Regions from separate parts of the Sus scrofa genome. Here region 2 is linked to region 1. The links are chromatin contacts, called in public HiChIP or PLAC-seq maps. All regions are on one chromosome and are shown on one strand. The core of a region is the stretch at or near the end of the contact, and the rest is flanking DNA. Distances in the headings are between cores, read along the strand shown.

The links. HiChIP or PLAC-seq counts read pairs in DNA pulled down with a chosen protein or histone mark.
Region 2: a contact with region 1 is called in an H3K27ac HiChIP or PLAC-seq map of skeletal muscle. The contact joins two enhancer-like sites. A contact is called at or near these places in 18 of 47 Hi-C or Micro-C datasets (adipocytes, alveolar macrophages, brain and 10 more) and 2 of 2 datasets of contacts at active chromatin or transcription factors (alveolar macrophages and skeletal muscle).

What each region holds. Positions count from the first base shown.
Region 1 is chr5:47,058,000-47,062,947 of Sscrofa11.1, forward strand. All of the region lies in intron 10 of ITPR2 (inositol 1,4,5-trisphosphate receptor type 2), which reads left to right. Among named protein-coding and RNA genes, the nearest start is that of ITPR2, 120 kb to the left of the region's middle. Within about 2 kb of position 1,527, at least 5 of the 83 cell types and tissues checked have an H3K27ac peak or open chromatin away from gene starts, as enhancers often do. A contact at or near this core is called in omental adipose tissue, retroperitoneal adipose tissue and skeletal muscle, where this site is marked.
Region 2 is chr5:47,702,056-47,707,173 of Sscrofa11.1, forward strand. It overlaps LOC106509230 (a long non-coding RNA gene), which reads left to right. Exons shown (of 3, transcript XR_002344069.1): 1 at 1-229; 2 at 1,749-1,829; 3 at 2,803-4,072. Among named protein-coding and RNA genes, the nearest start is that of BHLHE41, 17 kb to the left of the region's middle. Within about 2 kb of position 3,121, at least 10 of the 83 cell types and tissues checked have an H3K27ac peak or open chromatin away from gene starts, as enhancers often do. A contact at or near this core is called in omental adipose tissue, retroperitoneal adipose tissue and skeletal muscle, where this site is marked.

The DNA.
Region 1 (4,948 bases), core at 277-2,776:
CACACGCATATATGTTCTTTTTCTCACATTATCCTCCATCATGTTCCATTACAAGTGACTAGATATCCTTCCTTGTGCTGTACAGCAGGATCTCATTGCTTATCTGCTCCAAATGCAATAGTTTGCATCTACTAACCCCAAATTCCCAGTCCATCCCACCCCATCCCCCTCCCCCTTGGCAACCACAAGGCTGTTCTCCAAGTCCATGAGTTTTTTCTTTTCTATAGAGAGGTTCATTTATGTCACATATTAGATTAGAGAAAGAAAATATCATATGGTATTTGTCTTTCTCTTTCTGACTTATTTCACCTAGTGTGAAAGTCTTCAGTTCCATCCATGTTGCTGCAAGTGGCATTTTATTCTTTTTCATCGCCGAGTAGTATTCCATTGTGTATATATACCACATCTTCGTTCATCTGTCAATGGACATTTAGGTTGTTTCCATGTCTTGGCTATTGTGAATAGTGCTGCAATGAACATAGGGGTGCATGTATCTTTTTTCGATGAAAGTTTTGTCCAGATATGTGCCCAGAAAAAAACAGAATTTTTGGTCTCAGAGTTTTTGGTATTACTTATCTACCTTTGGTTTTGGATGTGAGGGAGGGTAAGGGAGTGGGGGTGGGGAAGTGATGAGAAAAAGGTTGTGGAAACACAAAGTTTCTATAAACATGCTAACCCTAAAATAGAACTCAACCCCATGACCCTCTCCATTATGTTAATCTGTGATAATTTTCTTTATAGTACTTCCCACTGTCTCACTTATTGTGTGTTTTATTTTATTGACGTTCTCTGTCAGAATGAACACTCCACAAAGGCAGGTTTTTTATTTTTTATTTGTTTTTTGTAACATTACCACTGTGTCCCCAGCACCTCGGACAGTGCCTAATACTTAAAAAGCATTTGGTGACTATTTTTGAATGAACAAATTGAATACGAAGAAACTATTCAGTCTTCTATAAACTTAGAGGATGGGAAGAAGAAAAATTTGAAATTTATATACTTGGGCAAATTAATCTCACTAAGTTCCCATTTCCTCCCCCTGGAAAATGAAGATAATCACAATGCTTGTGTAATAAGACTATTAAGAGAATGAAATGAGGTCAAGTGCTTGGCATGATGTGTAATCATTGTAAACATCTGGTAAGGGATGCCAGCATGACTAATTTTATTAGATGATAAATAGAGATGGTCCTTACTTTTAAAAATATCTGACTCATTTTTAGTGAATCCACTCAATGAAATGAAATAGAGCTTTGCAATTTATGGGCTGTTTATACCATGAATGTTCTGAAGGGACGTCTTTGAAGAAGTAGCTCTTTGAAAAATTAAGCAGTAAGGTAGAGAATCTTGTCTGAATTAAGACTTAGAAGTCTACTGGATATTCTATAAAAGACTAGAAATTAGAATTAAAATTCTCTTGGGAATGGTAGAAAATTCTACCTTTGGAAGAGGATGCAATGAAGGTATAGGGAAGGGTATCTCCTTGATGGATGAGTAAGGCAGATTGGGAAGAAGTGAAGTATGTTCAGGCAATGAGGACAAGGAGCTGTGTGGCCTCATACAAACTAGTGTCATGTGGCTAATTCATGTGTTATCACACATAAGATGTGTGTGAGTTTGGAAGTGATGCTTGAAGGTGAGAGGGGAGTAGTGGAGCTAGAAAGGTCGGGCTGCTGGTTTTTTCAGACCATAAATATTAAGCCAAGGAGAATGGGTTTTATCTTTAACAGAAAGAGCAGGGTACTAAGGAATTTCTGTTCAAAGAGGACCACTCCAGAGTGGCACTGGAGTGTCACCACCAGTGACATGTTGACTACTGGAAATTAATGTTCTTAAAATTAAGTAAAATTAGAAAGACCGGCAGCCTGAGAAGTGAGAGAAGCAGCTGGAAGGTCAAATGGGCTGAGTCACAGATGCCAAGCAAGGGAAGATAGAGTTTCAGTACGAAGGGAGTGTGCCCGAAAAGGTCAAGAACAAAATGTCTTTACAGCATTTGGCAAGAACATGATTATCTGTGACTTCGCTGAGAGCGTTTTTTAGTGGAAACTAGAACGCAGTGGGGTGGAGGAAGGATCAGGAAGTGGAAGGAAGTGTGGACAGAGTTTTAGTATAATAATGGCTGCAAAAGGGGAGAAACAGTAATAAAAGGAGTGGAAGAGTCCTATTAGATTTTTATAAAGTATTTTTTATTTTATTTTTTACTGTAGATGTTTTTATTATGCTAAAATATGCATGACATAAGCCTCACCTTTTCAGCAATTTAAAAAAAATTTATATTTATTTTTTCGCTATAGCTAGTTTACAGTGTTCTGTCAATTTTCTACTGTACAGCATGTAGACCCAGTTACACATACATGTATAGATCCATCCGAAGTGATTATGATTTTTATAAAGTTTTTTTAAAATGTAAGATGGCTGAGCTGTTTGGGTGTGAAAGGGAGGACCCTATCAGAGGGCAGGATTTGGTAGCATATTACTCTCCCCCCTGCCCCCAGCTTTTCCACTCTCAACACACCTATTTGTAATTTGGAATATTAATTTAATATGCTTGAGGCATTCTTGGGAAATTGGATGATGTAATTCTTGAATTGCCTTTGCATTTGTGGTGTTTATATTGGCCAGAGTGGCAAAGAGAGTTTAGTGCAATGGGAAGAAAAGCCCCAAGTATACATACACTCACAATCTCTCTGCCTTTAAGCAGATTTTTAAGCTTTCTGAAGCCCAGTTCCCTTGTGTGTAAAAAAGGTGACAATATCTGTTCTATGGGATTGGTAGCAATTAAAGAATATGTGAGTTTTCAGCGCCTTGTACATAGAAGGTATTTGGGAAGGGTTAAGTCCCTTCACTTTCAATGGGAGGAAGGGGACAGAAAATGTGAAGTAGTGTTTATTATTATTATTATTATCAATTATTATTTTAAAACTTATTTTTATTATTTTTGTTATCCAGAACTGGTATTTCTTTGTCAGTCAGGTGACTTAATAAGGGAAAAAGTTTAGGGACTCACCCCTGGCTACCTTGTGCCTAGAACAGTGTCTGATATTTAATTTACATCTAATAAATATTAGATGGTCTATTGAATTAATCATAGAGACACTGAGGTTATCAGTACAATCATTTCACTTTACAAAAAGGAGACCTGGGCTCAGAGAGGTGATTTGTTTTGTCCAAAGTTAAAAAAGCAAAATAATGATAGTAGTCAGGCTGAACCCTCTGCTTGTAGAGTTTCATCTGTTGTCAGTGGTTCTCATTGGAGGATGAACTTGTTCCCAGGGGACATGTGGAGACATCTTAATTTTAAAATTTTTAGGGCCACCCCTGTGGCATATGGACATTTCTGGACTAAGAGTCTAATCAGAGCTCTAGCTGCCAGCCTACAGCACATCCACAGCAGCGTTGGATCTGAACTGCATCTGTGGTTTGCCACAGCTCATCACAACACCAGGTCCTTAACCTGCTGAGAGAGGCCAGGGATCAGACCATCCTCATGGATATTATGTCAGGTTCTTAACATGCTGAGCCACAGCAGAAACTCCTTGGAGACATTTTTATAGTCACAGCTGGGAAGAGGGAGCTCCTGGCATCTAGTGGGTTGAGGCTGGGGATGCAACTAACCATCCTATAATGCCCAGGGCAGCCCCCATTACCAAGAATTACCTGGCCCCAAGGGCCGGTAGTGCCAATGTTGAGAAACCCTGATCTACATTATACTGAAATTTCATGCTCATTTATTGAAGGCCTACCAGGTGGGAGCACTGTTTTGTTATTGTGAAGAAAACAAAGGTGATTAACGTATTGTCCTTATCTTGTAAGAGTTTGCAAATGGAGGAGAATTATATGAACCCATTTCTGGGACATCTCTTTTGCAGTCATTTCCAGCATACACAAACATCTGAGATAACTGGTTTGATGTGATGTTTAAATTATTAATGTCTATAGATGACTATGATAAATCTCCCAGCACGTATAAGGAGCTGCAACCTTAAATCTCAGCACATATGGGAAAATAAAGTCACCTAATTTTTTTACTTATACTTCCTAAACATGATATTCTATTTAACCAATATTTACTGGGTGGCTAGGCTAATCAGAAAAATGTGTTAAGCTTATTGTTTGTTTAGTGATGAAAGGGGAACTAACCAAAGAAAATTTGACCATTTTATATGCTGAAGATTCTGAAGTCTATGGAGACAAAACACATAAATTACAAGAATAGCACCATATTTCATGTGCGTGCGTGTGTGTGTGTGTGTGTGTGAATTATGGAAAACATCTAGGAATTAGGATGGTGATGTAAGATAGAACACTGTTTAGATTTTATTCTCTAAGTTACTAAAGTGATCCAAGGTTTAGAAATGGATGCTTTTTCAATTTAAACATCTCTGGCAGTATTGTCTTAGGGAATTCAAGATTTATTTTTGAGTAATATACAGTGCTTGAAACTCATGGACAAAATGTGGAACCTTATGAATTAAGTAATAAAGGCATTTATAGTTTCGTCAGATAATGCATTACAGTGCTGAATTATTAGGCTGACTTCCTATAATGTCAGTTTTCGTGGGCCATACAAGAAATTAGGTGACATGAGAGAGAGGTAAACAGTCACATATTTTTGCCTTTAATACATAGCAGTTGCCAGCACACTCTACCATTTTGTCATAGATTTTTTTTTCTTGTATCACCTTATTGGTGTAGGAGAGTGAAAAATCATGTCTATAGGGGAGAGAGTTTATTTTATTTTATTATTTTTTGGTTTTTTTTGGGGCAGCATATGGAAGTTCCCGGGCTAGGGGTAGAATCAGAGCTGCAGCTGCCCGTCTACACCACAGCCCCAGCAACGCAGAATCTGAACCAGGTCTGCAACCCACACCACTGCTCGAAGCAATGCCAGATCCTTAATCCACTGATTGAAGCCTGGGATCAAACCTGCATCCTCATGGATACTAGT
Region 2 (5,118 bases), core at 1,871-4,370, 650 kb after region 1:
CAGACCTCTCTCCCACTTACTTTAAGACCTCTGCTTATCTCCTCCATTTCAGGAAAACCCCTACTTCATCAGGAGAATTCAAAACATTGGGCATCACCTCCCTAACTCTCAGCCCTTCCTACCTGCCTCCTCCCACACCCTGGCTTCCCTTCCCACTGTTGCCGAGGGAAAAGTGGCCCTCCATTCGTGCCACTGATAATCGATGGAAATCCACCGTCCTGTCTGCGCAGTGAGTCTGGATCTCTGTTGAGGAGTCCTGTTCATCATTCATTGTATTCCTGGAGTCCAGTACCCTGCCAGGGATAGGAAAGACACCCAATAAACACTTATAGAATAAATGCTTTTTTAGATCTGAGGGCTATACCACAGTTCCTAAAAAATTGTCTAGAGACATAAGACAACTGTTGATATGTGATGCTTTGTGGGTTATTGACACAGAGAGTTTCCCCCTGACTCTGAGTGTGGGCTAAATTTGGAGGAGATAATCCAGGAGGGAATGTAGCTGGCAGCCTATGGAGTTCCTCCTGGGTCAGGTCGGTGCCATCCAGCTGTGAGTTTGCTGTTTTAATACCTCCTATTTGTCTTCTCTGATTACTGCTGGTGAGGCTGGCCTCTGGCACTTGCTGAGGGGAGCAATGGGGAAGCCTCCACGTCCAAGGTGTCACGTTGCTCTCTGCCCCCTCGGGTTCCACCTGAGGACACTGCTCCTGCATTAGCAGACTGTCCCTTGGGGAAAGACAGTAAACACCAAGCTTTCTTACTCCTTGTATGTTTTGAGATGTTTTTCTATTCTCCTTAACTCATAAACTTTGAAAAAAATTTTTTGGTATTTTAAAGTCGCTGTAAATTAGCTAATCAAATTTATCTTTAATCCTACTCTCATATTCTATTTTCTGTCTTCCTTATTATCATGTTCACCTTCAACCTGTTCTTATTTGCGTTTCATCTGTTTAAAATTATTTCATAAATAACGTCATTCTTATTTTTATTTTGACAAGCTATTTTAACCTGCTGGTTTCCTTTTACATTTTATTTTCTTGTCCTCATCTTTATTCAGCTTATTTAATAGTCCATGTTGTCGTTCTGCCTTATGAGTCTTTATAATTCTGGTTGAAAATTTTCCCTGACTCTTCCTTTAAGATTTCCTTATTTCCCAATTTTCAGCTTTTAATTGGTTTTAAGTCTTTCACAATCTTTTGGCATCACATTTTAGTCTTTATTCTCTTTTCCCTTCCTTTTTGGTACTGTACCTTGTCTACATTTTCTCTTGTTTATCATCTGTCCAACATGGAAAATAAGAAAACTTCTCTGCCCCGCCTCTCTTTCTGACAATCATTACTGTAAATACACCATTTTTTTGGCATTAATTGCTTTTTGACACAGCACTCTGTGCAAGCTTTATTTTCATATCATATATTTTTAAACCTGTTTTTTGATTGTTTTAATTAAATTTTTTTTTTTTTTTTTTTTTTTTTTTTTTTTTTTTTTTTTTTTTTTTGCTTGCAAGTAACAAACTCTTTCCAATTACCTCCATTTGTGGGCATTTGATTGTAAGACTAATGTGCACAAGAGGAAACAGGCATCTCAGCCACTGTGGAGGCCGGGCATCATGCCAGTCCTATGGGGCCTCCTCAGAAAGCTGGAACTGTTTGGCTTTGGTTACTAGAACAGCACCACCACCCACAAGTTCAGAAAGAAACGAAATATCAGTGTGGGAATCTTCTTCTATTCTTTGTTAATTCCTCCAGCCTAACTAAATGAATTTCAAAGAAGAGAATCAGATGGACATCCAGGAAGAAGAAACAAGCCACCCCAAAGGGGAAAAAGAGGTAAAAGTTCGGGTAGTTCCAGATTCCTCCATAGCAATATTCACTGCAAAAGACAGAGTGCCCAGAGGTGTGGTACATGAACCAGCAGCCTTGGGATTACTTGGGAACTTATTAGGAATGCAGGATTTCAGTTGCCATTCCATAGCTGCCATTGAATCAGGATCTGCAGTTGACCAGATTTTCAAGATAATTCATAGGCTACTTCTTTGAACTCTGCTTGTAACTCTCCTTGGCCTCCCCCACCACCCCTACCCCTCCAAGAAAGCCTGTTGCTGTAATTACTTTGAGATTGGAGATATTTAAATATATGCAAATTTGAACCACTTGAGTTTTTTAAAACCAAAACAAAATGAAAACAAAAACAAATCACTGTTGTGTAGATCATGCTCTCAGAAAACTTGTTTGAATTGGTCCAGGAGGATGGCCAGAAGTTAGTTGTTTTTCAGAAGCTCCCAAGGTCATTCCACATGCAGCTAAGGTTGAGAATCACTAAACCAAGGAAAACCAAATCCATGAACCCTTCTTGAAAAAATTACTGAAAAATGGACACCAGGTAACAAATGAATCAAAATAAAGAGTTCAGGAATGAAGGGGCTGCAGTGAGATAATTATTGAATTAAATAACAAATAAATTACTTGGAATTTTTGTTAAATAGTATAATAATTGGAATTCTAGAAGACAAACATGCTATTGTGTACCCCTTAAATTTCCACTTATGTTGGAGCTCTCTTGTGATGCAGGGGGTTTACGATCTGGCATTGTTACTGCAGCGGCTCTGGTTCCTGCATTCTGATTCTGGTTCTGATTCCTGGCCCAGGTACCTCTACATGCCTCTGGTGTGGAAGAAAAAATGTTTTCTACTTCTGTTTGGTGCACTTTCTCACCAAATCCACTGTTCTGGGTTTTCTATCATTTATTCTCAGGGGTTCACATAAGTGACTACTGTTTCTTTTGTCATCTCATCCCTGGCAGGCTCGTCTTCAGCTGGAGACTTGACAGTGAAAATGGTACTCACCTTGCCAGTCTGCTCTGGGTTTCTAAAAGAGAGACAGAGGTGTGGAATAGAAGACCAGGGGAAGCCTTGTGATACTGGACCAGAATTAGAGGTATTAGTATGATGATATTTATATGAACTGCATAGCTCCTGCCTGTTGGGGGCCCTGCCTTGAAGACTCCAGCTGCCCCCACCTCTGATCTCCTCCTCCTTAGCTCAGAGGGACTGCCGTTCTCTGCTTGGATTCCAGATTGCTACACTGCAGTCAGGAAATTTTCCCCAGGCAGAGAGCCAGGATGTCATGAGGCTCACCTCTTAGGTTTCCCTGCCTTCTGGGATTGATTGCAGGCTTGCGTTGCTTACTCTGTGCTGTGTTGCTGCTTCTCCGATGTCTGAAAACACTTGCCTTAGACATTCTCTGTAGTTTTATAGTTAGGAGTACCAGATCCTCCATTATAGACAAAAGCAGAAATGCTGAGCTATATATTTGATAACAGTGTTATACTAATGTTAAAGGCCCTGAAATTGATCATCACAGCGTGGTTATAAAAGAACTCCTTATTCTTAGGATATACATGCCAGAGGACTTGAGGTAAAGTTGTCTACAACTTACTCTGAAATGGTTTGGTCAAAATAATAATATTGCTACATTGCAAATAGTAATATTACATAGATTTGTAGAGAGAGCAAGAGAGAGATTGATAAAATATGTATGAAAAATGCTGTTGGGGCAAGTCTAGATGAAGCATCACACTATTTTTGTTAACTTTTGTAGACGTTTGAAATGTTTTTAAAAGAAATAATAAACAAAACATTTCCTTGAGTAGAGACTGGGCTTAGAAGTCACATCCGAAGTTAGTATGGAAAGAAAAAATAGTAACTTTATTGTGAAGAAACCTGGCAACACCTCCTTAACTAATTTGTCAGGATTAACATCACCAGTTGTAAGGCATGTTGATGCCATGTACACTGCTGATAGTAGGTGATGAGCAGATTTTCTTACTCAAAATGTATATATAACCTAAATTAAAAACTAATGGGGATCCTTAAATACACTTTTCCTTAAATACCTTTTCAAATTGGGTAAATATTAGTCATTTCATTTATGTCTACCTAATTTAAGTAGCCTCTGTCTCTAGAGATATGATGGTGATATGTGTGTATTTATCAACTTTATTCTAATTTTTAAAAAAATTCTATGGGAGTTCCCTTCATGGCTCAGGGGTTAACGATCCGGATTAGGATCTATAAGGGTGTGGGTTCGATCCCTGGCCTCAGTCAGTGGATTAAGGATCCGATGTTGCTGTGAGCTGTGGTGTATATAGGTTGCAGACACAGCTCAGATCCTTAGTTGCTATGGCTGTGGTGTAGGCCAGCAGCTGCAGCTCTGATTCGACCCCTAGCCTGAGAACCTCATGTGCCATGGGTGCAGCCCTAAAAAGCATAAATAAATAAATAAATAAATAAATTCTATTGCTGCTGACTTACAATGTTGTGTTAATTTCTGCTATACAACAATGTGACAAAGTGATTCAGTTATACATATACACATATTCATTCCCATATACATTATCACAGAATATTGAGTAGATTTCCCTGTGCTTTATAGCAGGTCCCCATTGACCATCCATTCCATATACGGTAGTGTGCGTATGCCAATCCCAAACTCCCAATCCATCCCTTCCAACTTTATTCTAATTTTAGAGTCCAGAGAAATTCATGACATTGAGAAAGTAGATGCTCAGGCCACTGGCCCCCATTACCCAGCCCCATTCACCAGAGTGATAGTTTGGATCACCCTCACTGTAAGGCTCCTTTACCTGCTGGTGAAGGTCCATTATCGTACAGTTGACCTGGATGGAATGCAGGTTGCCCAGTTGCAAGGAACTGATTATCTGGCTGATGAGCTGGCTTGCCACAGTTCTGGCCACTTTGAAGGTCAGTGTGGCTCTATTCCTTTATAACCCAGTAAATCCTCTGACACCTGCCTATGGAGACTGGTATTCCTTTCTTGGGAAGTTGGTTGTGGTAAGAACCCTGATGTGCTGGTCTTCCTCACAGGGGTCGGCATCAACCTGCAAGACATCTAGAATTTCAACATTCAACTTCCCTCCCCATATTTATGGCTTTAGTCATTTTTTTTTCTTTATGGCTATTGGGGAATATATATTTTGGCAGAGGTAAATGTGTATTACCTGTCTTTATACCTGCCAATCTCCAAAGCATCATTACCAAGTATCAAAGGCCATATATCAGGAATCTTTTTCCTTCGGTTTGATCTAGGTTTACAGTAA